5 separate regions of the Mus musculus genome follow, and all the other regions are linked to region 1. A link is a contact called in public promoter capture Hi-C data. All regions are on one chromosome and are shown on one strand. Each heading gives the region's core, a stretch centred on a gene start, on an enhancer-like site or on the middle of the called end of the contact. The rest is flanking DNA. Distances are from core to core; before and after follow the strand shown.

Region 1 (3,284 bases), core at 286-2,785:
TGTGCATGATGGGAGAATGATTCTGGGCCCTTAGGGCTTTTTTGTTTTGTTTGCTTGAGACAGGGTCTCTCTGTGTAGCCCAGGCTGTGCTGGGGCCATCTATGTAGACCAGGCTGCCCTCACCCAGCTCTGTCTTTGGGAAGGAAAGTAGCTAAGTACCCTAGATTGCGTTAGGATAGGAACATAGCAATTATTCATGAATCCCTGCATGGTGTCAGGCTCAGATTCACGGGAACATGGGCCCCATCTTTGCAGATGCTTAACGAGAAAAAGGTCAGGAGTGTCCCGGAAGGAGGGGATGGAAAAGGAAGCTAGGCTTCAGTGGTCAAGTGCAGTGGTGTCAGGTTGACTGCAGGTCAGAGGACAGGAACCCCACTCTATCTTTAGTAAACTGCAGTTCAGAGCTACCAGTGGCTTTTATTACATTATTCTTTTGAGGCACAGTAACTGTTTCTGCTACCAAAACACAAACGCACAGCTGTCTTTTTTGTTTATGTAACCGTCCTCACCTGAACACTCAAGAGAGCTCCATTCATCTTTTAAAAAATATGAATCTGGGGCTGGTGAGATGGCTGAACGGTTAAGCGTGTCAACTGCTCTTCCAAAGGTCCTGAGTTCAAATCCCAGCAACCACATGGTGGCTTACAACCATCCGTAACGAAATCTGATGCTCTCTTCTGGAGTGTCTGAAGACAGCTACAGTGTACTTACATATAATAAATAAATAAGTATTTTTTAAAAATATGAATGTGGGTGGTGGTGGTCCATGCACCTTTAATTCCAGCACTTGGAGGCCAGGGGCAGATGGAGCTCAGTGAGTTCGAGGCCAGCCTGGTCTACAGAGCAAGTTCCAGGACACTCGGGCCTACACAGGAAAAACCTTTAAATGAAATATAATGTCGCCAGGCAGTGGTGGCGCACGCCTTTAATCCTAGCACTTGGGAGACAGGCAGGCGGATTTCTGAGTTCGAGGCCAGCCTGGTCTACAGAGTGAGTTCCAGGACAGCCAGGGCTACACAGAGAAACCCTGTCTCATAAATAAGTAAATACATAAATTAAATGTCATACACATTTCTGAGGAGTCTGGGAAGGCGAAATTTATTCACTTCTGAGAGTCTGTTCGCTCCTAACACCATGTGGGTCTGCAGGATTGAACCAAGCTGTCAGGCTTGGAGGCAAGTATCTTTACATACCGAACTCTCTTTAAAGACGCCTCCACCCCATCCTCAGCCCAGACCCTTTTTACTGGACCCGTCGGTTCCCGGAGCACACACTCTGTCTTCCTTGCGCCCTTCTGCTCACACCTTAGAAGTGGAACTGAGGCTCCAAGGACTAGACCGGGGTAAGCCCCCATACAACGAGGAGCTCAGCTCCGTTGCCTTTTCACGGGACCAGCTCTGCCCATAACCGCAGCTTTCTGGGCGTCACTGAACGCTCCACGCTTGCACTGGGCTTCCTGGCGTTCTTGTGAACATCCGGGTCACTCTCTCATACGGACCAATGAGCGGAGGGTCTTGAGTCAGGGGGCGGACCCTAGGTGGTACAACATGGCGGCGCTCGGCACGCAGCTTCCGTGACCTGTAGCCGAGCCTCTTGTGTTTGTAGCTGAGTTTGGTTGGGCGCGGGCACCGCCTTGGGGCAGCAGCCGGAGAGGGAGCCATGGGGACAGTGCACGCCCGGGTGAGAGGCCCCCGCGGCGGCTGGGCGGGACACGCGCGCCTGGGGCAAGGGCGGCAGCGAGGGTGTGGGAGCTGCTTTGGGCCGGAGGCTGTCTGTCGCGGTCGGGAGGGCAGTGGTGACTTGCCCAAGGTCATTCAGCGGAATTTCCCCAGGTGACCTTACAGCACCAAGGCTTGGAAGAAGGGTTTGTCAGAAGACAAGACACAACAAGTTATTTTGCAGCCTTGTTTTACAGTTTCCAGTTACTATTATGTGCACCAGTGTGTGCGCGCGCGCGCGTGTGTGTGTGTGTGTGTGTGTGTGTGCGCGCGCACTTTGTGTGCATAGCCCGTGGAGGCCAGAAGGGGGCAATTGATCCCCTGAAACTGTAGTTCCAGAGAGTTGTGAGCCTCCTTATAGGTGTCAGGAACCACTCTGGTCCTCTGCAAGAGCAGTACCTGCTGAACCCATCGCTCCAACCCAGCACTATTGCTTAAAAAGGGGTGTGTGTGTGTGTGTGTGTGTGTGTGCATGCATGTGGAGGTCAGAAGACAACAGCTGGAGTCAGTTTTCTCCTACTTTGTGGTGTGGAAACTGGGGAATGGAACTCTGGTGATTAGGCCCTAAGGGGCGAGTGCCTGTGCCTGCCGATCTGTCCTCACTTTTGAGTTGGCTTTCATTGAGTTGGCAACCTGGAATTGGGCAGAATGAGCTCCCTCCCCATAAATGGGCAGAGCAAACTATAGAAGACCCTTGTGCTGTCTCAGCATCTCCTCCATCCCTATTTCTGACTTTGGCTTTGTAGCCCAGGCTAGCCTCATATTAGTAGTCTTGTCTAAGCTTCTGACGAGCATGTGTCAGTATCTCGGGCAAGCACTCACTGAGCTATATCCATAGATCTCTTCAACTATTTTCCTTCACTAGGCTGTCAGGGCCAGCCTGGAGCTCAGTCTGTAGTCCAGGCTGGCCTTGAATTTGGAATCCTTCATACCTTTGAGTAGCTGGGCTTATAGATCCAGTAGCTAGGCATGGCACTACACACCCTTAATCTCAGCACCCAGGAGGCAGATACAGTGAATTTGTTGTGAGTTCAAGTCCAGCCCTGTCTATGCAGTGAATTTTAGGCCAGCGAGAGCTATATAGTGAGGCCCTGTCTAAAAACAAAACAAAACAAACACTACGTAGTGAGAGAATCCCCATTGGTAAACAGGTCCTGGAGGATACTGAGCTGTGGCAGAAGTGTGAACCACAGTGACATCTGCCCTCCAGATTGTGGGGCTGGTGGCCTCTGGAGGACTTTGTGTCATGCTTTGCCATCTTAGGAGGGACCATTGGAACTTTTTAAATAATAGAATGCAGACTTTGCCCTTACAAAGCGGATTTGCCAACCGTTGGATTACACATGGATCCACATGCACATTCCTCCTCTGCCTGATGTTTTCATACTTGGCAGACGTTAATAGTGATTTAAGATTACTAACAGCAGGAACCCAATGAATAGTGACGTGAAATGATGTCTTGTCTGTCATCCTTGGTAAGTGCCCATATTAGCGTGGAACCATTGCCAGCCCGAGTACTAGGGCTCTAGGCATGCACCTGCCTTTTTCTTTTCCCCTCACTTAGTA
Region 2 (3,284 bases), core at 501-3,000, 490 kb after region 1:
TGTACTTGCATGCAGTGCCCCAAAAAGGCCAGAAGAGGGTGCTGGATTCACAGAGCTGGAGTTACAGGTAGTTTGTGAATTGCCACATGCTAGTGCTGAGAACCAAACTTGTATCCTCTGAGAGAGCAGTTCAGCCTGAGGGTTAGGGTTGTGATTTTACGTTGGCCGGCATTCATACCTATCCTGACGCACATAGAGTTTGTAGGCAGAGACTGGACATACTTGATACAGGATGTAAAACCCCAGGGTCTGGAAGGATAGAGAGAGACCATGGATGTGTGGCCTTCACTTTCCAAAACACAGGAAACTGAAGCCTTTGAGAAGTGACTCACCCAAAGCTTACAGCTGCTCCAGGGATGGAGAGCACCCACCCGGGACATAGGACTAGCCACAAGGCTAGTGCTATGGAGCAATGACAGCCCTCCCCTCCCCTCCGCTCCCCTCCCCTCCCCTCCCCCCAGCCATGCTGACCACCACTGTACACCTGAGTGAGCAGTTTCTACACCCCCACCTGAATGCCGCATCCTCCCAGACCTGGGTTCCTTGACTTGGTTCAGAAAGCTGGTGCCTGTTGTTTGGAGACTGGAAAATTCATCTGCTGTTGACCCCCAAGTCAGGTCCTCACTGGGGCCATTGACTGAATGAAGGAGGTAGGAGCAGCCCAGCCCTTCCCTGCCCTGGCTGCCATTTCACAATAGGTTGAGTGGCCTTCGGCTCTGTGAGAGTTCTTGCGAACAAGGAGTTGTCTGTTTGATCCTTGCCTCCTAAGACAGGCATGTGGGGGTGTCCAGTACACAGTGGCTGGTTAGGAAATGCTGATGGTGGGAGTTGAACCATGACTCTACTCTCCTGCAAGTCACCTGGGGCTGTGCTTGGAAGTGGCAGGCAAAACGAGTGGGACTCCCAGATCTTGCTTGAAGGAGGCTGTGTGTCAGGAGCTGGGGTGTCAGGGGCACTGTGTGTTCGTGAGCCTTGGTCCAGCCTGCCATGTTCTGGTGGCAGAACCCGGGAGAGATTATTTTGCCCTGGGTGCCCCCACAACATTCCCAGCAGGTAGAATTCAAATTTGCCTCAATGCCCCAGGGCTGTCCTGTCCTAGGATCATTTTGCCTTGTGCCTAAGTCACCAGGATTGAGGAGACACTCTGACTTCTACCATACAAGGGGATCTGGGATTCAGGGGGTGCCACTGTCCTCCATTCCTTCAACTCTCGGTGCAACAACCCCTCTGGCCAGTCAATCATCCAAGGTACCGGCCTGAGAGGACCCTAGTCCCTGGCCCCTCCCCCGAGAAAAGGCTCTAGGACAGCCTGGTCATGCTAAACTCAGGTGGGGTGGGGCTGATGGCTGAGGCACCCGGCAGAAAGCTTTGATCCGCAGTGGGCGGAGCCTGTGTCCACGTGAAGGGGTCTGGATAGATCTCTGTGGGCACAGCCTTTCCTCCTGGGATGGGTGTCTGGAGAGGGAGTGAGTTCAAGAGACGTTAATGGGAGCCTATGAGTCCCTGTGCATGGTGTGTGTGTGACCACAGGGTTGGTTGGGTGCCGGGTGGACAGTTGGGATTGAACTGCTCTGTGGCTCCTGTGTGGTGGCTTCCGAAGGGAAGAAGGGAGGTGGCTGAGAGCAAAGGAGCCAGCCCCTTGAGCTGGCCCTTTGGCCGCAGAGGGCTCCAAGACGCCGGCCCCGCCCTCCCAACAGGAGACCACGCCCACTATGGCCCCGCCCAGGCTGGAGGCCCCGCCCCCGGCCTGCTTTTGCGCTCCGAGCGCTCCACGCTGAGCCGCCGCGAGCCATGGTTCACAGGGCCCCGCGCTGGGAGTGCTGCCCCGGGCGGGGGCGCAGGACCCGGGCGGGACCCCACGGGGTCGCCGGGCTTGCTGCTAGCCGCCGACTATCGTCGTAGGGGACGCGGGGGCGCGTGTGGGCCGGGGTGAGCATGAGGACTCTCCGCAGGTTGAAGTTCATGAGTTCGCCCAGCCTCAGTGACCTGGGCAAGAGGGAGCCGGGCGCGGCGGGTACGGACGAGCGGGGCACGCAGCAGCGCCGGGCCTGCGCCAACGCCACCTGGAACAGGTAAGGCGCGCAGCCCGGAGCGGCGTGGCCGGAGACCGCACCGCGCCACTTTGCGCGCAGCTCGCCCCGCCGCCGGGCCGTGCGCGGGGAGGGAAGTGAGTGCAACGTGTCAGCGGCTAGAGCCCACGATCGCTCCCCGGGGGTGGGTGGGTGGGTGGGCGGCCGGGGAGCAGGAGGCCTCTGAGCCCCCACTTCGCAGGGGCGCACTTGAACCTCGCGGGCCCCCGGCGGGGCGCCGCTGCACTTCCTGTATGCGTGTCGGGCCCTCGGCGCGGGGTGGGCGGTGGCTTTCCCTGAGTTGGACCCCGGGCCTCCCAGCTGTCCGCGGGGGTGCGCCAGCTGCCAGACATTCCTTACCGGACCCTTCCGGAGGCCCATCCAGGACCAGCCGGGCGTGGGAAGCCCCTCCCCCAGCTGTGTTCTCAACCAGTCACAGATAGTTCTTTTAGCCATAGTTCCCCGGTGGGTCTCCTCTTGGCCCTTAAGGAAAAATTAAAAAAAAAAAAAAGTATTTCCATCCAAAGTAAAACACGGATTGAGGGAGGTTTGTGGATGCTGGCTCTCCACTCCACCCCTCCACCTGGCAGAGAAATCCTGCCAGGTTCTTCACCCTCTGTGGTCTGCCACTAGGGACACGGCTGTCACTTGGACACATGTCTTCTGTTCATCTAGTCTGAGAGCAATCGGGGGGGGGGGGCACCCGGCTGCCAGCAGGGACCCTAAGTTCCTCCACTAAGCTGCAGCCTGCCTGAGAGCTGAGACTACCTACCTTAGTTTCCCTCTCTGCTGGGCCTACACCGGTCTCCTCATTGGGCTGGGAGCAGAACTGTGAGAGAAGGAAGACTCCTTTTCCCCAGAACTGCTCAACCACTCTCTTCGTCCCCTTCCTTGTCTCTGGCCAGGGTTTAGTGGAGCCATGCTGACTTTTGGCTCAGATTTCAACTCCACTCCTCTGTTGTGTGGCCCTAGGCAGTTGGTTTTCCACTTCTGGTCCTCAGTTTCTTTATTAATAATATGGGTGAGTGACTGTTGTTGGAGTAAATGTGAAGATGTGTAATCAGGCTGTGAGCATGAGTTCTGGCACACAGTAGGTCTACCCTGTAACTCAGAACTCAAGTCTAGGAACATTCAGAGAGTAGTGTCTCGGAAGTTACTAGAAGCAATTTTGTGGGGACCCTTTCACCCCATCTGGGGGCCTCTGGCTCAGAGGGC
Region 3 (3,284 bases), core at 508-3,007, 470 kb before region 1:
GCTCTCTGGAGAGCTGGTCACTGAGGGACCCACTACTTCAAGGGTAGGATGCCAGAGATGGCCAGACCATATGGGACACCTCTAAGAGCGGCTCATCTTTCCACTTCCTAATGGTCAGGGAATGAGAGTGAGGGTCAGGAAGTTTCCTGGGGTTCTGGGGTCCCTTCTATCTCGCACCTACATAGGATGGAACACAGAACTTGGGAAGGGGTGGCTGGGGCTGTCTGCCTTTCAAACTATAAACTTGGCCTGGAAGCAAGGTAGCCTGGCTGAGCCAGACTGCAGATCCCTGTGCAACCCTCAGATATAGGCTGCTCACTTCAACTCTGGTTTTCTTATTCAGCTGTTAGGGCTCCAGAGTCACCAGACTTCCACAGAGGGTAAGGAAAGGCAGAAGAGGATAGACACTAGGAGGGACAGAGAGGAAGGGAGAGGTACACAGGATAGTCCCACAAAAGTGAGGACCCCCAACACCTGGGAGAAATGCCCACGGACTGTCTAGTATCCTCAACAGGACCCAGCTTCTGGAATGGGCGCATGGAAGAAAACTCAGCGCCAATGGAGTAGCATGGACTAGCATAAACTCCCTAGCACTGGATCTCTGTGGGACTCTCCGGAGAGCAAGACAGGCAGGAACCTCCTCGCCCTCTCCAAGGAGAACAAGGAAGAATGTGAAAAGAGAGACTCGGTGTGCAGCTTTGCCCGGAAGCCCCTTCCGGGAAACTCAGATCACGGAGGGACACCCCCACCTAGCAGTTCCTTCTGCCTGGACCAAAGGCTGTGCCTGTGCCTCCGGCCCCCTCTCTCTGATGTCTGTTCTGTTATTCGTGTTCTCATCCACCTCCTTCCCTACGTCTGTCCGTCTTTTCTCCCCCTCCTGTCTGACAGTCCATCTGTCCATCTCTTCCCAGACATCTCCATCCTTCCTCTCTCACTCGGCCCCCTCCCTCGGCGACGCCCCTCCGAGTCCTCCCGTCTCTCTGTCTGGTGTCCATCTGTCTCCTCCTCTCTGTCCTTTGATCTGCCTTTCTCCATTCCGCTGTCCACTGCCTCCTCGCTCCCCTCCCTTGCCTCCTCTCCCCTCTTCCCTCCCGCGGCTGTCTTTCTGAGGGCTTCTTCCTGGGCCCTTTTGTCTGTTCCCACTACGCCTCGGCTCCTGTCCGTCTGTCCCTCTATCTTCCCACCTTCCCTCCAGTCTCAGCGCGTCCTTTCTGACCACCTCCGGGTATCTCCTACGCGGCAGCTGCCCAGTCCTTGGCCCCGGGGGAGCGCCGCTCTCGGTTCGGGGGTCCCCGCCCGTCTCCGTACGCATGCCGGGCCCCGCAGGCGGCCGTCGCGCTTCCTTTCTTCCTCTGGCCTCCCGCTTCCCCTCCCGGGGCCTCAGTCCACCCCGCCCCCGCCGGCCCCGGGCGCCCCGGGCGATCGCAGAAGTTACTTTGCAAGGAGGCAGGATCCGGCGCTGGGCGGCCTCCGACGGCGCGGGGTGGCAGCCTGTAGGACCCCGCGCGCCCTCATCCCCCTGGGTCCTCGCGCTTACCTGGCAGCCCGCTGCCCCCCACCAGCCGCCCGCGCGCTCCCAGAGCGAGCAGTAGGTACAAGTGCCAGCGCACGGCCGCCGCGCCCATGCTCGCTGCGGGCCGCGCCGGGTGCTGGCGTGCGGGGCACGGGACGCTCGGAGCGACCGCTCCGCGAGCGCTCCTGTCTGCAGCGAGCTCCGCTACCGCTCCGGCTCCCAGCCACATAGCCGGCGCGCAGGACAAGCTGACAGCCGCGCGCTCATTGGCCCGCGGCCGTGGGGGGCGGAGCTCCGCGGGAGGCCGTCCAGTGGGCGTCGGGTGGCGTGGCCTGCGGGCGTCTGGGCCCGCCTCCTCTCCCGGGGCCGGCGGCAGGTGGGGGGTGGGAGCCGAGAGAGCTGGGGTCGCGGTACAGGGTGTCACCCGGGGCCTGGACTGGGCCGCAGGCTGCTCTTCCCCAGTCCCTCTTTGTGTGCTGATCCCCGAGGTCCAGGGTGTCTGTTTCCCTTCAGATATGCACACACTCTGTTGGGGGAGTAGAGGTGAAGAAAGGCCCAGAGGCACCCAGGGATGGTGAAGAAGATGCTAAGAGCACGCAGCCAATACATAGGAATTTATTGAGCCGCTACTGGATGCCAAGTGCCGCTGGGGACAGCCACACACTAGTCAGCAGTGAAAGCTCTGGACGATAGCTTCAGAATTTGCGTACAAAATCAAAGGAACTTTTCAGTACTGCCCCGAAGGACAATGGTTATAGGAGTGTTTGTCTTGGACAGGCGCGTGTCGCGCCTAGAACCGTTCTCCCAGTGAATGGACGCGCGACCAGGCCGGATTGAGTGACCTCTCTCTACCCAGGCTCTTGTTGCTCTGCGAAGCCCAGATCCTCGGGTGACAGGCCCAGCGAGGCGGGAGAACCGTGGCGTCGCGGTCTCCCTAGCCCAGATCCTCCCCCAGCTCGGGGTCTACACCTGACCCCTCGGCCTTGAGGCCTGGCGGGCACTCAATGGCCTCTCTCAGCTCCGGAGGGAGGCAGGACACTGAAGAAGTTCAGCAAACCCCAAGGCCCATCTCCTTGACAACCACCAATAAGAGCTCCTGTTTTCTCCTGCTCTCCAGATTCAAAGACTAGAGTTTTAGCTTTTTGTCCACTCTGCCTGTGCAGTGTTGCGCCCAGCGGTTCCCATCCACGCTGGCTCTTTCTTCCTCCCTGCCCCCAGCACACACTTTTGCAGCCACCTCCAAGGCCCCAGAAGGTTAAAGTCATGTGTCTCGGCTCCTGCTGCTAGCCAGACTTCCCGTGGGCTTAGGGCAATGGTTTGGAGACTAAGGCAAGGGATCCATTTCCACGTTATGCAGATGGAATCAAGGAGGAAAACGTGGAACTCTGGCCTCTACTGTGTCCCCATAGGCTCCTACCCTGGCCACTGCATGCATTTTCTTTCCCTGGTTGCTCCTGGCCATGTAGTTTAATTTGGGGGACCTTGTTACCACGCCTTATTTTGTCTTCTCTCAGCTGTAGGGCTTTGAGATTTTTTTCTTCGCCTGTGCAACCAATCGATTTGTGAGATGTGTTGTGTGTGTGTGGGGGGGGGGGAGTGAGGGAGTTTGGGAGAGGAACTCTGACTTCTTAGCACAATGTTTTTCATGTCTCTTCCTCAGGGGCTCTCATCCCCACTCATATTCAGGGGGGATGGAGGCTTGGGATTCCCGTGAGTCCCCGGGGACTCTTTTGCTAATATGGAAATTTTATCTGCAGTAACCTTTATCTTC
Region 4 (3,284 bases), core at 414-2,913, 460 kb after region 1:
CCCCTGCCTCCCGAGTGCTGGGATTAAAGGCGTGCGCCACCACGCCCAGCTTCATCTATCATTTCTGTTCCCTTTATCCTTACCCTCATGGACCTCTATCAACCAATGATCCCCAGAGGCAGGCAGGGTCACACCCACCCCTCTTACTGCTTCATGTGGTTGAGGCTGTGAACGCTCAGCTTTCCACTCCAGGTGCCATGCCTGACTGCGACCATGCTTCTCCACTATGATAGACTCGAAACGCTTTGGAACCATAAACCAGTAAATTCCTCTATTAGTTACCATGGTTGTGATGGGCTATCATGGGACCAGAAAAGTAACCAACATGGTCAACTTAGCAGGACCTAGAATCCCTGAAGAGGTGATCCTGTAAACACGTCTATGAGGAATTTTCTTCAAGTGGAAGTTTCTGGTTGTATCATGTGATGCAGACTCACATGGTATTTTGCTGAGGCAAGACCCTTGGGAGGACTGTGTTTCAGGTCTTCACTGATCTTCATTTCTTTGAGAGAGGCACTTCAGAGAACTCCTCCTGGTGTCCCGGCTGGTTCTGGTCACTCCTGCTGACTCTTGCTGATTCAGTGGAGGCCTAGAGGTTTCTGCTGGATCATGCCACCACTGCTGATTCCTGTTTGCTATCCTGACACTACTGAACTGAACTGCTGGTATCCCTATAAATGGAGATTAGAATCGCCCCCCCAAAGAACTATTTCTAAACAGGTCTGCATCCCCTGGTCCTATTTATCATCTTTTCTCCCCTACCTTTGGACAGTGGGCTGAAAGAAGGGGAGGTCGACACATTTGAGAACACTTGATAAAAGTAGGTTTTGAAAAATCTAAGCCTACGGTTTCTAGATCGAGTTAATTAAGTGGAATGCTCTGCCCTCAACATATGTGGCACCATTGAGGGACTGAACTGAGTAAAAAGGGGACAGCAAGCTGAGTGCCAGCATCAATATCTCTTCTTCCTGGCTGCAGATATAACATGACCAGACATCACATGCTCCTGCTACCATACTTTGTTCACCATGATGGACGATACCCTCAAACTGTGAGCTACAACACACCCTTCCTTCTTTTCTTCCTTCAGTTGTTTTTGTCAGTAAATTTTTTGTCTCAGCAATGAGAAAAATAACTGATACACAGACCTAAACACACCTGGGAAACATCCATGCAGGTGACCCCAGGATCTCTGAGAGTCCTGTTGTTGGACATTGGTTCTAATGCTTTGATTCAATCAGGAATCTGCGTGTCCAAACACTAATGGTCCTCGTCCCCAGTTGGGTTTTGATCAATCAATAAAGATGCCAGCAGCCAATGGCTGGGAAAAGGGAGACGGGGCAGGGCCCTTAGAGTTGCATAGGCTGTGGTGCAAGAGGGAGAGAGGAATTGACACGCCTTGGGAAAGAGATAGGGATGGACATAGGAGCTGCAGGAGATAAAGCCAATCAGCCATGTGAGATTTCAGGTAAGTGGGCCTAGGGTAGCAGGCAGAGGATTAGAAGTGCCCAACCACTGAGCTAAACAGCATACTAAAAATAAGCTAATGTGTGTGTTTTTCATTTGCAGATCTAAAGAGTTCCTGGCTGGAAGTGTGGGACCTGCCAGGAACACAAAACAGTGTAGGATAAACTCACTGCTACAATGTATCTGTGGTAAAGATCACCCAAGGGAAATTTCAATCCCTCCAACCTCTAGTGACTTAAAAAAAAATACTTATTCTGGAGGCTATGCAGCTGGTATCTACTTCCTGTTAGTCCTGCTGCAGATAATAAGGCTTCTGACTGGCATTCATCTGCCCTTGTTTTCTAAGACGCAAAGGCTAGTTTTGTTGAAAGTGCTGACTCTTCCCCAGAGTCTTGCAACTGTCAGAAGGGGACTTAAACATAGGTAGAAAGGCCCTGCACCTCTGCCTGCATAAAGTGCCTGAGTCCTTTGCTACCTCAACCTCAGGGTTAGATTTCTGCCTAGCTCTGTGATACACCTGTTCAAGACTGAAGACACAAAAATGATAACAAAGGCAGTGCTGCTCCTTAGCCAAGTGCCTGCGAATGATTCTCCAGTCATTCACTACTTCCTGGCCATCAACACAACTCCTGCTGTGCCTCTTGGGGTCTCTGGGTGAATCAGGTTGATCATAGTCCCAGTTCTAGTTTCATTTTGTTACTGTGGGAAAAAACAAAAAACAAACAAACAAACTAACTAACACTTGACTTAGGGCTTATTTTGGTTACACTTCCAGGTCACAGTTCATCACTGAAGGTAATATGGGCAGGAGCTCAAACAGGAATCCCAAAAGAACAAGGTTTGCTGACTCACTCAGGCTCATACTTAGCTAGTTTTCTTATTCAGCCTAGGACTACCTGCCTAGAGAATGGTACCACCTGTAGTGGTCTGTGCCCTCCTGCATAAATTAACAATCAAAATGGTCTAACCAAAGACATATCCACAGGCTAATCTGATTTTAGCAATTTCTCATTTGAGACTCCCTTCTCAGCTGAACATAACTAAGGTACTCTCTCATCTTTAAGTTGACTGGCTTTTCAAATCATTTGTCTTGTTCCAACAACTTGCCCTGAGTCATTACCTTCTTCAGTGGTGAGCAATGAACTTGAGTTCTGTAACAGAAGGTGGTGATGCTGATTTTCTTCATTATTTCAGATCCTCTTAGTTCCGCAGTCAGGAGCATCCACCATGGGATGGAACTTCCACACACTCTTTGGAACAGAGGCCAGTACGAGTAGAGATCCACTGACTTCTCCCTGCCTGTCACCTTGCCTCCCTCTGCCCCAGAATTCTTCTAGGAAATCACCACACTCTACTATGTAATTTGAATGTCTTGGAAGGTGGGAAGGGAACTAACGATATCTTCTGGCTCAGGGTGGACAAGATAAATCAGACACTTAGAAGCTTTTTTTCGATAAAGTTGGCTGGCAGTGGTGGTGCATGCCTTTAAGCCCAGTACTTGGGAGACAGAGGTAGGCAGATCTTTGTGAGTTCAAGGCCAGCCTGATCTACAGAGTAAGTTCTAGGACAGCCAGGGCTTCACAGAGAAACCTTGCCAAGAAAGAAAGGAAGGAAGGAAGAAAGAAAGAAAGAGAGAGAGAGAGAGAGAGAGAGAGAGAGAGAGAGAGAAAGAAAGAAAGAGATAGAGAGAGAGAGAAAGGAAGGAAGGAAGAAAGACAGAGAGAGAAAGAAAGAAAGAAAGAAAGAAAGAGAAAGAAAGAAAGAAAGAAAGAAAAAGAAAGAAAGAAAGAGAAAGAGAGAGAAAGAGAGAGAAAGAG
Region 5 (3,284 bases), core at 295-2,794, 410 kb after region 1:
CAGAGGCCTTGGCTGCTGTCTCCCGGCAGCGTGCTGTCTTGCTCGGGTGTTAAGTGTTAAGCATCCTCTCTGCTGTAGGGAGTCTTGCTCCCACACTGGATCCTGCCCTATTCCCATCTCACACTGAGGATCCTCCTGGTTTGATCAGCTGCCATGATGGTGGCTGGTACCACCCAGGTCTGATGGAGACATAGCCATGAGCTCTGTACCCACTGGCTGATATGTCCCCTACCCTCATGGGGACTCACAACTTGGCCTCTGCTTGGCTGCCACCCTCCTGGACCTCTGGGTCACCAAAGATCGTGGTCTTCCACAGAGCCTGAACCCCATCTCAGTCTAGAAGCCCTCTCAGGGCTGCTGTTGGCACACCTGAGACTCAAGATGCCCTGAGACACCCATCCTTGGAACCTTGGCCTCTGCCTCTCAATGGCCACTTGAGGATGGGGACCCAGGAACACACTCAAGCCTTGTGTGTGTGGTACCACAGGAGAAACTCACTCTTATCCCAAAACCCACAGGGACCCAGCAGGTACCCTTACCTAACTAAACATCATTCACCTTGCCATCTCTTTAGACAGGCTCCTTATCTGAAGGTCACTTAGTGACAGAAGGATCTAGAACCAGCCTACAGTCCCAGGTGGAAGGTAAACTGAGTGCCATCTTGGATCCAGCTCTACCCTGTGGGTCACTGGGTATGTACCCATATCGCTTGGGCCTAAGTTTGCAGGAGGAGGGGAAAGGGACGTACTAGTTGTTATCCCTGGGCCTAAAGTGGCCCTGACTGAGGGTCTCGGCCACTGCCTGAGATCAACAGGGATGCCACAGCCTATGAGGAAATAAAGGGGCAGAACCTTCCCAGAAATCAGCCTTGGGCATCCCTGGGGATCATCGCAGCTTTCTTGGCTTCTCTGCCCCTTCCTGGCTATGAGGCCTGGCTGTAGCTTCTGCATCCACTGGGAGACCGTGAGGACAGCCAGTACCCCTCGTCCTCGCCGACTGATCCCACCACCTCTGTCATCAGGACCAGCAATTTTAAGGCTTTTTCTGAACAGCTACCATCCATTGTCCTGGTTCACACATACCCTACAGTTGCCCATGACATCACCACTAGATCCCTGCCTTGAAGGCCCTAGATCTGGACTTAAATCTACTCCCCTCCAAGTCCCAGGCCACCTGAAGTACAATCCCGGGAGATGACATTGAAAAACAGAGCTGTTCTAGGAAGCTGTGGGAGTCATTAGGAGATGACAGGCAGGACCACTAGGTAATTGGATACCTGGGGCCCACTTCTGACACAGGCCACCCATGGCCTGAAGCTTAGCTCCCAGCTTTCTTCAGAGAGGCTTCCAGCCACCTTCTTCCTCCCGCAGACCTCGCCCAGGTCCTCAAAGTTAATTATTCCCAGACAGAAAATTACTTCTAACTCTGAAAAAAGGAGTGATTTGGGAAGGCAGATATCTAATTACTGGCCTTCTCTGCATGTCTCAGGGAGGCAAGCGAGAGTTTCCTGGGCCTGGGAATGCAATTACGGGGAACATTAGAGCTGCTGTGGTCAGTACCTACGTCAGCGCTCAGCCAACTCCTGGCAGGAACTGAGCCCTGGTGGCCAACAGCCTAGGAGTCAGAGACCGGCTCCTGTGATTTGCAAGGGGTGCTCAGCAGACTGTGGGGTTCATGTGTGACCTGATGCCCTGTCCCAGTAGCAAGCTGAATGGCATACACCAAAACTCACAGATACTCCAAGCTTCAGTCTCCTGACTCCGTTTGGAACCAAGGTCTTAGCAAAGAAGACCAGGCAGTGTTTGGTGGCTGTGAGTAGACGAGTGGGGTCCTCGTGTGAGGAAGAGAGGATACTGAGACAATGTGTGGCATCAGCAATGGTTTGGAGTGGCCCAGGGCCAGGAGGAACTGCAGGTTCCTGGAGCCTTCAGAGACTACCTGTGGCACCATGTGCTTGGATTTTGTAGCAGGCAGAGTCGTGGGAATACGGTTTCGTTAAGCCCCTTAGGAGCCTGGATCTGGGGATCTGCTTGCTCTGTAGCCTGGGGAGACTGTATCCAAAGGCTCACCAGTGAGGGTGCTCCTAGGCACGTGCTTGGTTCTCTCCCTGCTGTAACCAATAGCTCTTCCCTGCCTTTGCCAAGTGAGGTTGCCTACTCCCCAAATCCCACAGCTTGCTGAGAAACTCACAGCCTTCAGCCCAGGCCCAGCACCACGAGGTCCATTCTGTGCCTCCTGCAGCCAGTGGCCTCCAGCTCCACACTCTCAGTTCTCAAGACCACTTCTCACCCCACTCCACCTACCGAGCTGCTTGGCCCACCAGCACCAGCCACCCCACAGCAAAACTCAGAGCTGGCACTTTCAATGGGCAGGCCCTGAGGATGCCCAGCGAGCAGGTCATGGGAGAAGGAGGATGGTAAGTTCTAGGGAGAAGTGTAGTCTCCAAATGAACTGTCTCAGTCAGGGTTTCTATTGCTGTCACAAAACACCATGACCAAAAAGGAAGTTGGGGAGGAAAGGGTTTATTCGGCTTACACTTCTATATTGCTGTTCATCACTGAAGGAAGTCAGGGCAGGAATTCAAACAGGGCAGGATCCTGGAGGCAGAAGCGGATGCAGAGGCCCGTAAGCAGTGTTGCTTAATGGCTTGCTCAGCCTGCTTTCCCATAGAATCCAGGACCACCAGCCCAAGGATAGCCCCACCCATCATGGGTTGGGCCCTCCCCCTTTGATCACACTAATTGAGAAAATGCCTCACAGCTGGATCTCATGGGGGCATTTCCTCAACTAAAGTTCCTTCCTCCCTGATGATTCTAGCTTGTGTCAAGTTGACACAAAACCAGCCAGTACAAGAACCAAAGCAGCCTTCAAGTTCCACCCATTCTCAGAAGTTTTTTCTGCTCTCAGGATAGGTTTCTCTACACAACCATTTTTGCACGTGCTCTGTTGTGTAGCTCCCATACCAGAGGACAGAGCTGGCAGACTTAGCAGATACACTGTGCTGGTTGGTTTTCGTCACCTTGACACGAACCTGGACATGTCTAGAAAGAGGGAACCTTAACTAAGAAAATGCCTCCATCAGATTAGCCTGAAGGCAATTCTGTAGAATGTTTTCTTTATAAATGATTGATGTGGAAGGACCCAGCCCATGGTGGGTGGTGCCATTCCTGGGCTGCTGATCCCGGGTTCTATAAGAAAACAGGCTGAGCAAGCCATAAGGAGCAATCCATTAAGCAGCACCCCTCCATGGCCTCTGCATCAGCTCCTGCCCTGACATCCTTTGA

Evidence for each region. Promoter capture Hi-C pulls out the DNA fragments that hold promoters and counts their contacts. Capture Hi-C pulls out chosen DNA fragments and counts their contacts.
Region 2: a contact with region 1 is called in a promoter capture Hi-C map of adipose tissue, with 6 times the contacts expected there. The contact joins the promoter of Prr5 here to the promoter of Samm50 in region 1. A contact is called at or near these places in 14 of 39 promoter capture datasets (the 3T3-L1 cell line, 3T3-L1-derived adipocytes, the C10 cell line and 8 more), 1 of 15 datasets of contacts at CTCF or cohesin (large pre-B cells), 1 of 484 Hi-C or Micro-C datasets (3T3-L1-derived adipocytes), 14 of 115 datasets of contacts at active chromatin or transcription factors (acute myeloid leukemia, embryonic basal ganglia, embryonic forebrain and 7 more) and 4 of 9 other capture datasets (adipose tissue, embryonic stem cells, liver and 1 more).
Region 3: a promoter capture Hi-C map of neural stem cells shows a contact between it and region 1. The contact joins the promoter of Scube1 here to the promoter of Samm50 in region 1. A contact is called at or near these places in 2 of 39 promoter capture datasets (neural stem cells and stem cell-derived epiblast-like cells).
Region 4: a promoter capture Hi-C map of the HPC-7 cell line shows a contact between it and region 1, with 6 times the contacts expected there. The contact joins the enhancer-like site here to the promoter of Samm50 in region 1. A contact is called at or near these places in 20 of 39 promoter capture datasets (the 3T3-L1 cell line, 3T3-L1-derived adipocytes, the C10 cell line and 14 more), 3 of 484 Hi-C or Micro-C datasets (the 3T3-L1 cell line, 3T3-L1-derived adipocytes and cranial neural crest), 17 of 115 datasets of contacts at active chromatin or transcription factors (embryonic basal ganglia, embryonic fibroblasts, embryonic forebrain and 8 more) and 4 of 9 other capture datasets (adipose tissue, embryonic stem cells, liver and 1 more).
Region 5: a contact with region 1 is called in a promoter capture Hi-C map of cranial neural crest. The contact joins the enhancer-like site here to the promoter of Samm50 in region 1. A contact is called at or near these places in 22 of 39 promoter capture datasets (the 3T3-L1 cell line, 3T3-L1-derived adipocytes, the C10 cell line and 13 more), 19 of 484 Hi-C or Micro-C datasets (the 3T3-L1 cell line, the 63-12 cell line, the AML12 cell line and 11 more), 25 of 115 datasets of contacts at active chromatin or transcription factors (DN3 thymocytes, the HPC-7 cell line, acute myeloid leukemia and 16 more) and 3 of 9 other capture datasets (adipose tissue, liver and pancreatic islet).

What each region holds. Positions count from the first base shown.
Region 1 is chr15:84,190,705-84,193,988 of GRCm38.p6, forward strand. Samm50 (SAMM50 sorting and assembly machinery component) reads left to right here and starts at 1,536. Exons shown (of 15, transcript NM_178614.5): 1 at 1,536-1,680. The coding sequence starts at 1,660.
Region 2 is chr15:84,679,248-84,682,531 of GRCm38.p6, forward strand. Prr5 (proline rich 5 (renal)) reads left to right here and starts at 1,751. Exons shown (of 8, transcript NM_146061.4): 1 at 1,751-2,072. The coding sequence starts at 1,936.
Region 3 is chr15:83,723,282-83,726,565 of GRCm38.p6, forward strand. Scube1 (signal peptide, CUB domain, EGF-like 1) reads right to left here and starts at 1,758. Exons shown (of 22, transcript NM_022723.3): 1 at 1,538-1,758. The coding sequence starts at 1,625.
Region 4 is chr15:84,647,063-84,650,346 of GRCm38.p6, forward strand. No RefSeq gene overlaps it. Among named protein-coding and RNA genes, the nearest start is that of Gm34201, 21 kb to the left of the region's middle. Within about 2 kb of position 1,664, at least 7 of the 459 cell types and tissues checked have an H3K27ac peak or open chromatin away from gene starts, as enhancers often do. A contact at or near this core is called in the HPC-7 cell line, where this site is marked.
Region 5 is chr15:84,602,212-84,605,495 of GRCm38.p6, forward strand. No RefSeq gene overlaps it. Among named protein-coding and RNA genes, the nearest start is that of Gm34201, 24 kb to the right of the region's middle. Within about 2 kb of position 1,545, at least 12 of the 459 cell types and tissues checked have an H3K27ac peak or open chromatin away from gene starts, as enhancers often do.